Linked DNA regions of Gossypium hirsutum: region 2 is linked to region 1. A link is a contact called in public Hi-C data. All regions are on one chromosome and are shown on one strand. Each heading gives the region's core, a stretch centred on a gene start, on an enhancer-like site or on the middle of the called end of the contact. The rest is flanking DNA. Distances are from core to core; before and after follow the strand shown.

Evidence for each region. Hi-C and Micro-C count contacts between places; a contact is called where the count stands out from the background.
Region 2: a contact with region 1 is called in a Hi-C map of leaf, with 2.2 times the contacts expected there. The contact joins the promoter of LOC107895981 here to the promoter of LOC107896689 in region 1. A contact is called at or near these places in 3 of 34 Hi-C or Micro-C datasets (all in leaf).

Annotation. Positions count from the first base shown.
Region 1 is chrA10:96,445,543-96,450,948 of Gossypium_hirsutum_v2.1, forward strand. It overlaps LOC107896689, which reads right to left and starts at 2,061. Exons shown (of 1, transcript XM_016821914.2): 1 at 1,349-2,061. The coding sequence starts at 1,875. The coding sequence ends at 1,513.
Region 2 is chrA10:96,587,934-96,593,332 of Gossypium_hirsutum_v2.1, forward strand. It overlaps LOC107895981 (phylloplanin), which reads left to right and starts at 1,306. Exons shown (of 2, transcript XM_016821158.2): 1 at 1,306-1,752; 2 at 1,843-2,368. The coding sequence starts at 1,563. The coding sequence ends at 2,123.

The sequences.
Region 1 (5,406 bases), core at 811-3,310:
AAATGAACCTTTTTTTTAATATATTATCGAAAATATTATTATTTATAGTAAAATTAAAGAATACTATTAAAACATTTATTAACAAAGAAAAAAGTAAAGCTCCCTATATTTTTAGCTAGACTTTCTCTTGACTAATATTTTTAGCTATACTTTAACTTTAATTTTAGAGTTAATAATATATATTTTTTCACATTTGATATTAATAAGTATATATAATTATATTGAATAATTATTCGATATATTAATCATAAAAAATTTTAATTTTACAATATTGATATGTATCTTTAAATTCTATTTAAAAATTAGAAAAATAAACGAAATTAATGTCAAAATCTATTTGTTAGAGTAAAAATTTCTAGGCTTGTGTGCGCATTTTATTCCCACACTTTATTTTTGAAATATAAAAGCTAAAGAATGCAATATTAAAATTATAAATAAGATTCTTTAGCGTTAATTTATTTTTGGACGAAATATATCAGTAATTTATTCATTCAATATATTTTCACTCAAAAACAGTTATAGAATCTATAAATAATAATAGTAATAGTAAATATCAAATATTTAAAAAATTGAATTCACATAATATTCTGGGCATTAAAAAAAAGCCAGTTTTAAAAGTTAATTAATAAATTAGACTATTTTTCTCAAATTTAGAAAAATATATCGATTTTGAAAAGAAAAACTAAAAAACGCGTCCTGAAAAAAAAAACACTTTCTACTAAAAGAAATTTTTTTATTATATCAACTCATCTAATTAAATGGTCAAATAATAATGATTTCACTATTAAGTGTCAAGTTTCAATTCTTAAACACATTTAAAAATATAAATGTGCTTAAAAGAGAAATTATGCTTAGAACTCGAAGAATGAAATCACCATTATTTGACCATTTAACTAAAGAAGCTGATGTTTTCAATTTTTCTCTAAAATCGATCTATTTTACTAAATTAAAATAAAAAAACAACTTAAATTACTAATGAATTTATTTTTTGCTAATCAACCCTTAAAAAAAAAAAAGAGAGCTCACCCTTTGAAAAAGGTGTAGCACGTGCCCACATGGCTGCTGTAGGGAAATCAAGTCCCAAAAGAGCTAAAGAAAAAAATGAGAATGTCAGTCCAAAAAGTATCCTCAAAATTTATAATAAAAAAAAAAGAAAAAAAAAAAGAGGACTCAACTGTCTTTCACCGTTGACACTTCCGTCTCAACAACCGTGCCGCCGCCGGAACACCCACCACAATCACCGTTGATTAGCTGTCAGACAAGAAGAGACAACAATACACACAACAAACCAGGGCGTATAATTAAACAGTAGAAACAACGACAATTGAAATGACAACAATGCCCTCAATTGCTAAAGTCAATTCCATTTGTTCACTTGGGTATTCACGTAAAATTACAAAATAATACTACATTAGAAAAAAAGGAAAAAAAAAAAGGAAAAGAAACTACGTACTAAACCGTATACAAAAAAGAAAAAGCAAAAGGAAAAAAGTCCTCCGTAGATCGAAGCAGTCAATCGTCGGAATCGTCATCGCCGCCGAAAATGGAAACACGATTGTAAAGCAAGAACAAGATGAGGAGAAGGAACAAGGCGACCCCAAAGGGAGAACCGCTGACGCGGTGGATGGTGTCGGGTTCGCCGGTGGAAAAGACGGCGGAGACGAAGGAGCCGCGATCTGAGGAAAGGAACTGGATTGTGAGGAGGAGGATGATGGGCAAGAGGAGGAGACCGAGGGGAGTCAAGAGCTCGGAAATGGCTTCAGTTATGGCTTCGCCTTGATCGCCGAACAAGAATGGGGCTAAGACCACGATGCCCACCACCACAGCTAGTATTATTCCGTGGGGTGCACCTCCGCCTTGTCTTTCGGGTAACATTGTAGTTGTTGTTTCGTAGGTTGGGTCTTGCTTGTTCCAAAGGTGTTTTGGGATCTGAAACGAGTGATGTGAGTGAAACTGTGAAAGGGAAAAGGGCTGTTGGGCGGCTTGAAATAAGGGTGGGGAGACGCGTTTTACCAAAATTTTAAATTATTAATAATATTGTTATTTAACTTTGGAGATTCATTGTTTGTACATATTTTTATGGTTTTTTTTTATATTTTTATATTAAAGTTATGATTCCAATAATATTATTTTCAAAATTGTATAAATTTTATAAAATAAGTGTACTAATAAATTTAATCTTAAATATTTTTTTATCATTTTACTTTTATTATTTGTATCAATTTAGTCATCAATTTTTAAAATTTCATCAAATCATTTTTCTAACAAAAATTTTAACAAAATTTATTAAAAATTTCATCAAATTTAACGATGGTGATATGACAACTTGCATAACCGTTCACATATGCTATAATATATATTAAAATTTTGAATGTATTAGTTTTTAAATATAAAGTTTAAAAAAATAATAATAATAAGTGGTTAGGTATAATGATAACACACATTGCACTTCTAATGAATTATGTAAGTTTGTACATTAAAGATAATTTTATTGATTAAGATAGTCACGAATCCTAAACATAAAATTAATTGTAACAACTTAAGTAGAATAAGTCAGAGCTAGTCTATTTTATCCAATGTAAATTTGCCAGTGACATAAAAATACAAATATTTCAAAACTTATATATCTAATTCAAGATATTGATGTAGGTTATCCAATTATGGGACAAAATTTTTAAAATTAAGATTTAATTTAGTTTGAAATTTATTGAATAATAAAATATTTAGATTTAAAGAAATTTAAATAAAAATTTAAATGTGATAATTATAAAAATATATTTTCGATGTTTTTATGAACCATTCCAGGAGTTTTTTTTCTTTCTAAATTTATATTTATAAAATATTATTTCTTTTCACAAATCCAACAATTAGTCCTCGTATTCTATAAATCTATTAAAATAAAATATTAATATTAAAAAACATAAATTGTACGCGGAGTTTAACAATGGGAGCACCCAAGGCGAATACGTGGGCGACTCATTTATAATTCAACCATGAAATTGTTAGGAAAGATTGGGGAACTTCAAAGGAAACATACATAACCAAATTTTTTTCTAGCCTTAAAGTAAGTGGGTTTAAAATGATGTTTGCATTTTTCAATATATTTTAAAAAATCAATCGAGATTTATTTGTGGAGTTTTTTTCATTTCATTAGTAGTATATAAGATAATTATTTATATTTTTAACTTTAAAATTAGTAGAATTGGTACTTAATTTTTTTTAACCTAATTGATATTTAATTTTAAAAGAAGTTAATTAAGTTGGTATTTTTTTAATGCCTGATTGACACTATTAACTTTTGTACCAGCACCTAATAAAATAGTGACATGTCGTAAAAAATTAAAAATTAAAATTATTTTTTAAGAATTTTTTATTTGAGGTGCATAGTTATTTTGAACAAATAAATGTCTAGATTGAGATATCTTGGAAGTTCATTTATCAATATTTATGCTATGACGTGTATTTTTAGTTTTTTTTTTATAATTTCAAAAAAAATAAAAACCATATATTTTTAAAATTTGATTTTAGGTATTTGTTTTCAAATTTTCTAGATTTTTGTGATATTTTTAGATGTTTTCCTAGTTTTTATAATTTTTTTTATAAAACTTTTAGATTGTTGTAATATTTTTATAAACTAGTGTTTTAAATATTCTTTTAGATTTTAAGTAATGCTTAATAATTTAAGGTTGTCACATAGTTTTGTGTTATTAATTATCAATGTCAAATTATCACAAAATTGAAGTTAATTTGATACTAAAAAGCGATACCAATTTGTTATATTTTATGGTTTATTTATATAGATCATACATATTAAATTTGATGTAAATGTAAAAATTCTAACTATTTATTTTATCTAAGAAATTTCAACTGTTGAATATATATATATATTAATATATAAAGTATTTTAGATTGATATGATAGAGATATCACATTGGTTCAAAAATTACATGCATGACAGATATAATTATATTGATAAATTTAATGGTTGGATCATTAAAATATTAATCATATAAATAGTTATGAAAGTGTATAAAACTATAATTTTTATAAACTATGTAAGTAAATCTCTCTCCTTATAAATAAATATAAAATATAAAAAATTGTAAAAATTCTAAACAAAGACAACTAAAAATATTAATTTAATTAATGGTTTCAAGTTGAGAGATTAATTAAGGTAAAAGAAATTTTAAACACCAATGTAAGCATAAATTGGGAAGATGAAGATTTATTTTTTCAAAATTGATTTCGATCATATTTGTTATTTTTAACACAAAATTTAAAATTATTTATAGTTTCTTCTTAACTTATAAATAGGAGGATAATATATTTTAACATACTCAAACACATATCTTCTTATATTAGCAATAATACTCATATTAATTAAATTAAAACTCAATCAACAAAAAAAAATTAAAATAAGGAAAAGAAAACGAGGAGTTTTGCATACGTGTGGGCGGAACCATAGCTTGCGGTATTTCACTTTAATTTTCAAGAATTTACTTTATACTTTATTGGATCCCTGACAAGGTTTTGTCATTGCGCTTTAATTATATTTTAAGGCTAATCTATTAAAATACTCTTCACCTACTTTCCTAAAAAGAAAAACAAAATAAGTTTTTATTTATTTATTCACGAAAGTTCTTAATTTTAACTAAAAATAATTTCACTTTATTTTTTAAACTACTTGGTTTATATGCTAAATCCCTAATGTGGCATGATTTGCCTTTTTCTTTCTGGTTTAGTTTTACACAAGCCACAAAATTATTGGTTAAAAAATTCACTCCAAATTGGATAAAATTATTATAGAAATTTCTATATTAAAATTTGAAATGTATTTTTATCTTTTTTTATTAAGAAGAACAAGTAAATTAGTATTTATAAATTATATTAAAAAGTAAAGTGATCATTTTTATTAAAAATTTATTTATTTGTATTGTTAAAAGTCGGTGTGGTTGATGGAAAAATCAGACAATGACATATCATGTGCTATGTGTATCTCATGTTGACGTACAATAACTAATTTTTAACAATAGAAATTGATAAAAATTTTAATAGAATGATCAATTTACTCTTTGGTCTAACGTACATATATTAATTTACCCACTTCTTTAATAGAGGAATAAAATATAATTTAACTTTTAATACAATAGTCTCTATAATACTTTTACCTTTCAAATCTCTAACTATATACAATTAAAACTATTTTATCTTATAAAAAAACTCTTAAATAACTAAAAAAAAAGAACACTTACAAAAAAAATTTGGAGATTTTCATATCTAATATATATATATAATTTGAGTATTTGGGTTCTCCAAAAGGATTTTTATTTTTAATTAAAATAAAGTGTTTTCATGAATGAAAAATAATAATAAAAACACTTATTTAGTTAAAAAAACAACATAAAA
Region 2 (5,399 bases), core at 56-2,555, 140 kb after region 1:
TGTCGTTTCATGCAACATATTTAAGCCCCAAATTTTTTTTTTAAATTCATTTGCAGCCCATTTTTGAAGAAAATTTTAAAAAAACTTTTCTTTTTTTCTGTTAGGTTTTTAAACCCCCTCTTTGTGCCGTCGACTGTCCACCGCGCCACCACCGCATTTGGTGGCCGGTGTTACACCAAAATGGGCTCTTTTAGCCCTTCTTTTTTATACGCATTGGAGATTTGCTCCAAAAAACAAAAGACAAGGGCTCAACCCCCTCTTTTGAACTCGACCACGCCGAACGAAGAGGAGAGCTCCGACGATGCGGCTACGAGGTGGATCCAGTAAGTCACCCTTCTCCTCTTTCCCTTTATTCATTTTATGCCCACTTTGTTTAACAGATTTGTATTAAAATTGAAAAGAAATATTAAAGAAATAAAATGAAGTGAAAATAAAGAAAATAAAATCAGAGATCAACCTTTTTGTATGTTTTTTGCTTTGATTGCTAGTGTTCGTTTTTTGTTTGATTGCTTAATATGCGTAAAAAAAATAAAGGGAATGAAAATGGCTTTTATAGCCGAATACATGCTTGTTCTTATTTCTATTTTGTTTGTTTCTTCGTTGTTTCTTTTGTTTGCTATCATTTTTGTCCTCTTGTTTGTTGTTTCTTTTTGTTTGCGTGCTAGTCTCGTTTTGTAGGTGAAGTGGGCGACCAGACGCGTGCGAGGAGGCGTGTACCGGTGGTGGCGTGCGTGGTGGCCATTGGTGAGGAGCGGCGGCTGAAAAGATTGGGGCTAGGGTTGCTGAGATGTTTTGGGTAGTTGAGTTAGGGTTTTTAAACTTTTGGGCTTGTTGGGCTTGTTGGGTTTAGGCTGTTTAACATTGTAAATGGACTATTGGACTTTTATTTTATTTATTATATTTTAGGTTTTATTTTTGGTTTGCTGGTCTGAGTCAAAATTGGCTGCTACACTATGTTTAAATCTTAATATATATAGTTTTTTTTTAAATTTATTCTGTTTTTAAATTATATTTTATAAATTCCATATAGGATTAGAATTAGAAAAAAACTTTCTTATAATAATATTCATTTTTTTTTAAGATATACTATAAAATTTTTTCCTAATTAAATTAATGTTGGATTGATTCGTAAATTCAACTCATTTAAAAATTAAAAATAGTACATATAGATTATTTATAATCTAACAATATATTTTTTAAAAATGATGTACTTTATTACCATTTTATCTTCTCACCGTATTTTTTTCATAGTAATGCCAAATATTAGAAAATCTCAAATCACTTCTCAATTGCTTTTTCTTTTCTAAGTGAGTTTTTTTTTTTTCCAACAACAATGTTAAGCTATGCCAAAGTCTAGGGGGCAAGGTTTAGCCCCCACGTAGGTGAAGCCTACAATGGTGGCGTGCATGGTGCTGATGGTGAAGGTCCCCAACTTGTGTGGAAGATTTTAGCACCAACTTGCCCTCTAAGTTGCCTATAAATAACTAGGGTTGTCGAACATCACAGCTGCAAGAGTGGATCATTTTCATTGATATTAACTCGGTTAATTAACCAAAAACTTCATGGCCTTGAAAACACTTATGTTGGTTTGTCTCTTGCTTGCTGCAATGGCATTGATACCTCTAATTGCTGAAGCTCAACTAGGTGGACTCATTAGCGGCCTCCTTGGCTTGATTAGGATCCAAGGGACTGTATTTTGTACTGTCGATGGCAACATGGGTGTAAACGGCACTGCAACCCCAGCTTTCCCTAGTAAGCTTCTACTTTTCTATCATCATATTTTCCCGAAAAAATGATCACAAATGCTGAGTTATATATGTATTTGGTATAAATGTGTTTTAGATGCATTGGTGCAACTTCAGTGTGGTGGAAACGTGGTTTCGAGTTCAACCACAAATGGATCTGGCATGTTCTCCATATTATTAGATCCATTGCAATTCCTTGTCCCTTCATTGATCAACAACTGCAACTTAGCCGTAAAAACTCCGCTCTCCAATTGCAACACCTCCCTTGCATCCATCGGGGGATTGTCTTCAACCTTACAAGTCATCGGAAGCACCGTTGCTGGACTCTTGAACATCACTAACATCATCCCTACCGGGTTCGGGTTTTTACGAGCATGATGAAACTCGAAAACTAGAACAAGAACATCCATTGAACTAGTGATAAATATGGTGGTCGTTTTGAATGTCGAATGTGGCTATAGCGTCGCTCTTTGTTGTATAATTATTGTTGGCTTATAATAGATACAAATGTGGGGTTATAACAATGTCTGTAATTCTTAATAAAACTTACATTTTGTCATGTAAGTAAAGTCCCAATGTAATCTTGCTATGTTTCGAGAAATAAATAAAGTTGTGTTTGATAATACTTATTATATTGAAAACGACAACTTTCAAGATAATTAAATATACTTTTTTTTAAAAAATTAACATTTAATATTAAAATGTTAAATTGATTTTATTTTAAATTTTAATATAAATTATCTCTTTATTTTTTAAATAAATAAAAAATTTATTATATTTTTTATTTTTGTCAACAATTATCATAAATAATAAAAAATATTATATTAGGCAATGTTTGATAAAATATTGAAAATATTCAATGAATTGAAAATTAATTTTTTAAAGGGAATGAAAATTACTAAAGATTTTTTTTTTTGCAAAAAAAAAAGGTAAAAACCAACTTATTCCTTGTAACCTACTAGAATAAATTCAATGATTTTTATTTAAGATTATATTATCCTTTATAAAATAATATAATTATACTCAATATTTAATTTTAAATAATATACCAAATAAATTTTATAACTTAAATTCAACACTTCAATTTTTGATACTTATTTTTTCAATACTTAATTTTTAGTTTATCAAATATAACCTTAATAAAATTAAAATAAAATATTTTATTATTATAAAAAATAAAAATAATTTACGAAATCAATATATATTTATAATTACAAACAATATAATTATATTCTATATTTAATTTATATTAATATACCAAATAAATTATAATGGTTATAAAATTTTGTATTTAATTTTGAAACATTTAATTCAATTTATCACCGATTAACTTGTTAAGCCCAATCTCCCCAACCCACCTTCAAATTGGCTTCCGTTTTTAGCAACCTCCATTCGTCCAAGGCAGTCGGTTGGTTGGCAGTATGGCGAGCAAATGCCACCCCTGTGGTTCTCATCGTCCTTACTTCCACCTCCTTTGACGATCATCGATAGTTTTTTCAACATGAAGAGGTTTGATTTGGAATAATAATTTGTGGCCTTGATTTGACCTTTATCTTCTCTCGATGGGCTTGCTCTAGCAACCATCTGCCCTTTTTTGGTTGGGCTTTTCCTATCCGATGGTTCTTCTGCTGATCTATCACTTCCAAAGGGAGGGGGTGATTATGGTTCCATCGACAAGATAGCATTTTTGACGACTCTTGCCACTTGAGATTCATCATTTCTAAACTCTCAAATCCACGTTCCATAATTTGTAATGTTAGTAATTGCAACTTTTCATAAATGTGGAAACATCCTATATATACTAAAGCAAAGTTTTTATTCAAATAACAAAATTAAATTTTGCTGTACCACTTCTACTTCTCACATTTAGTTTGAGTTATAAAAATACAAAAGAAAAAAAGCTAATACTATTGTCGGTTTTATAAGGAGTAAATCTCATTTGATTGCATTCGCCGCCAATACATTTACCGCTGTTTTTAAAAAATAAAGTTATACACTATTACTTTTTTTATGGTAAGTAAATATTCTACGTATTGAATATTCCACGTATGATTAGATATTTTGGTAAAAAATTTAATTTAAGAAAAATATTTTATTAAATACTCGATAATTTAATTTAATTTTGACTTTTACCTTTAATTATTTGTATTTAACTTTAGGAGTTAATAGGAGTATTTTAGATAGTATCAAAAATCAGTGGGAGTGAAAATACTTTGATTTGCAATAGTTCAAAATAATTTTGTTCTATCTTCTATTGAAATAGAGAATAGGATAAAAATCTTATGAAAAAGCAAAAACTAAAATAAATAAAAAACATGCTAGTGATCTTAGTTAAGGTAATTCGAATTTACCAATCCTACATACACGAAGTCTCACTCAGAGAACGATTTTGTTCAACAATTTATCTAGTAGAACTATTGCCTTATGCCCAGGGGCGAAGTCAGATATTTTTTGGGGGACCAAAATTAAATTATAATTTTTACGATAGTAAAATTGTAAATTCACCATTTTAATAGCTTATATCTTTATATTTTTTTAAATGATTAAATTTTTATCATTTTTAGGGAGGGCAAAGTGCAATTTTACTTTTATTAATTTAAAATTTCAAAAATTTTAAAGGGCCTAAATGGAAAATTATAGATTTCAAGGGGGCCTACCAGCCCCCTTGCTACACCCTTGCTTAAGCCTAATCTAGCCCTATAATGAAGAATAATTACAGCCTCAAAGTTGAATCCAAGTTGTCACAACCACTCTCTTCAAAATCTCATAATAAAATCTAGAATAAGTATCCAATAATTGCGTGAGCAAAAGGTGTTTGAACGCATGATAATCAGCTTTAAAATTTCTTTAAAAAAACACCCACAAAAAGCACACCACTATGCGATATAACATCCTATAAATAGGTTTTTGTATAATTCTATTCAACTCAGTAGTCTTCAACAAATCAATCCTACTTGAAGGAAATCTGATCAGCCCTTTAGCAAAATAGTCTCCTATTTAAAGTCAATCCCAATCTGATTAGCTCCTTATCCCTTAAGAAAGCAAGATAGAATCATATTCAAAGTCTAACTCTTTTAATTCCTTTAGTTATGTCGTTGTATAAAATTTCTTTTAACTCTTTTAAATCTAGTTTCCTTGTTCATAAAAACATTTCTAGCACATCCTACGCTTGCTGCTTAATATAAATAACCAATATTACTTGTATAAGAGTCAAAATTGCCAACAATACAAGAGATACTTTGATTACCTTAAACATGTTGTTCTACTTTTGTTTGAACAAGACATGGAACAATAGAAATAGGAAATCAAAGTTTCTAACAATCTCCCCTTTTAGCATTGCTACAAAACCATGCAACAAATGATTAACACACATAAACAAGAGAACTAGATTATAACTCTCCTTAAGAAAGTTCTTCATCAATTTTCATGCTTTAAAACTCCCCTTTTCACCTTGAATCATCAAATCATCATCATGCATAAATCTAGTAAGCAACAACGTAAAACAACTTGAACAAAGTATATTTGCTATCAATCTTGATCTCCCTCTTTTTGGAAAAATGCCAAATAGACTTTTCCTTACCATATGGTCTTCTCTAGATTATCTCATCAAAGTGCATAAATATCCAATAAAGTAACAAGGTTTAAGAATAAAAT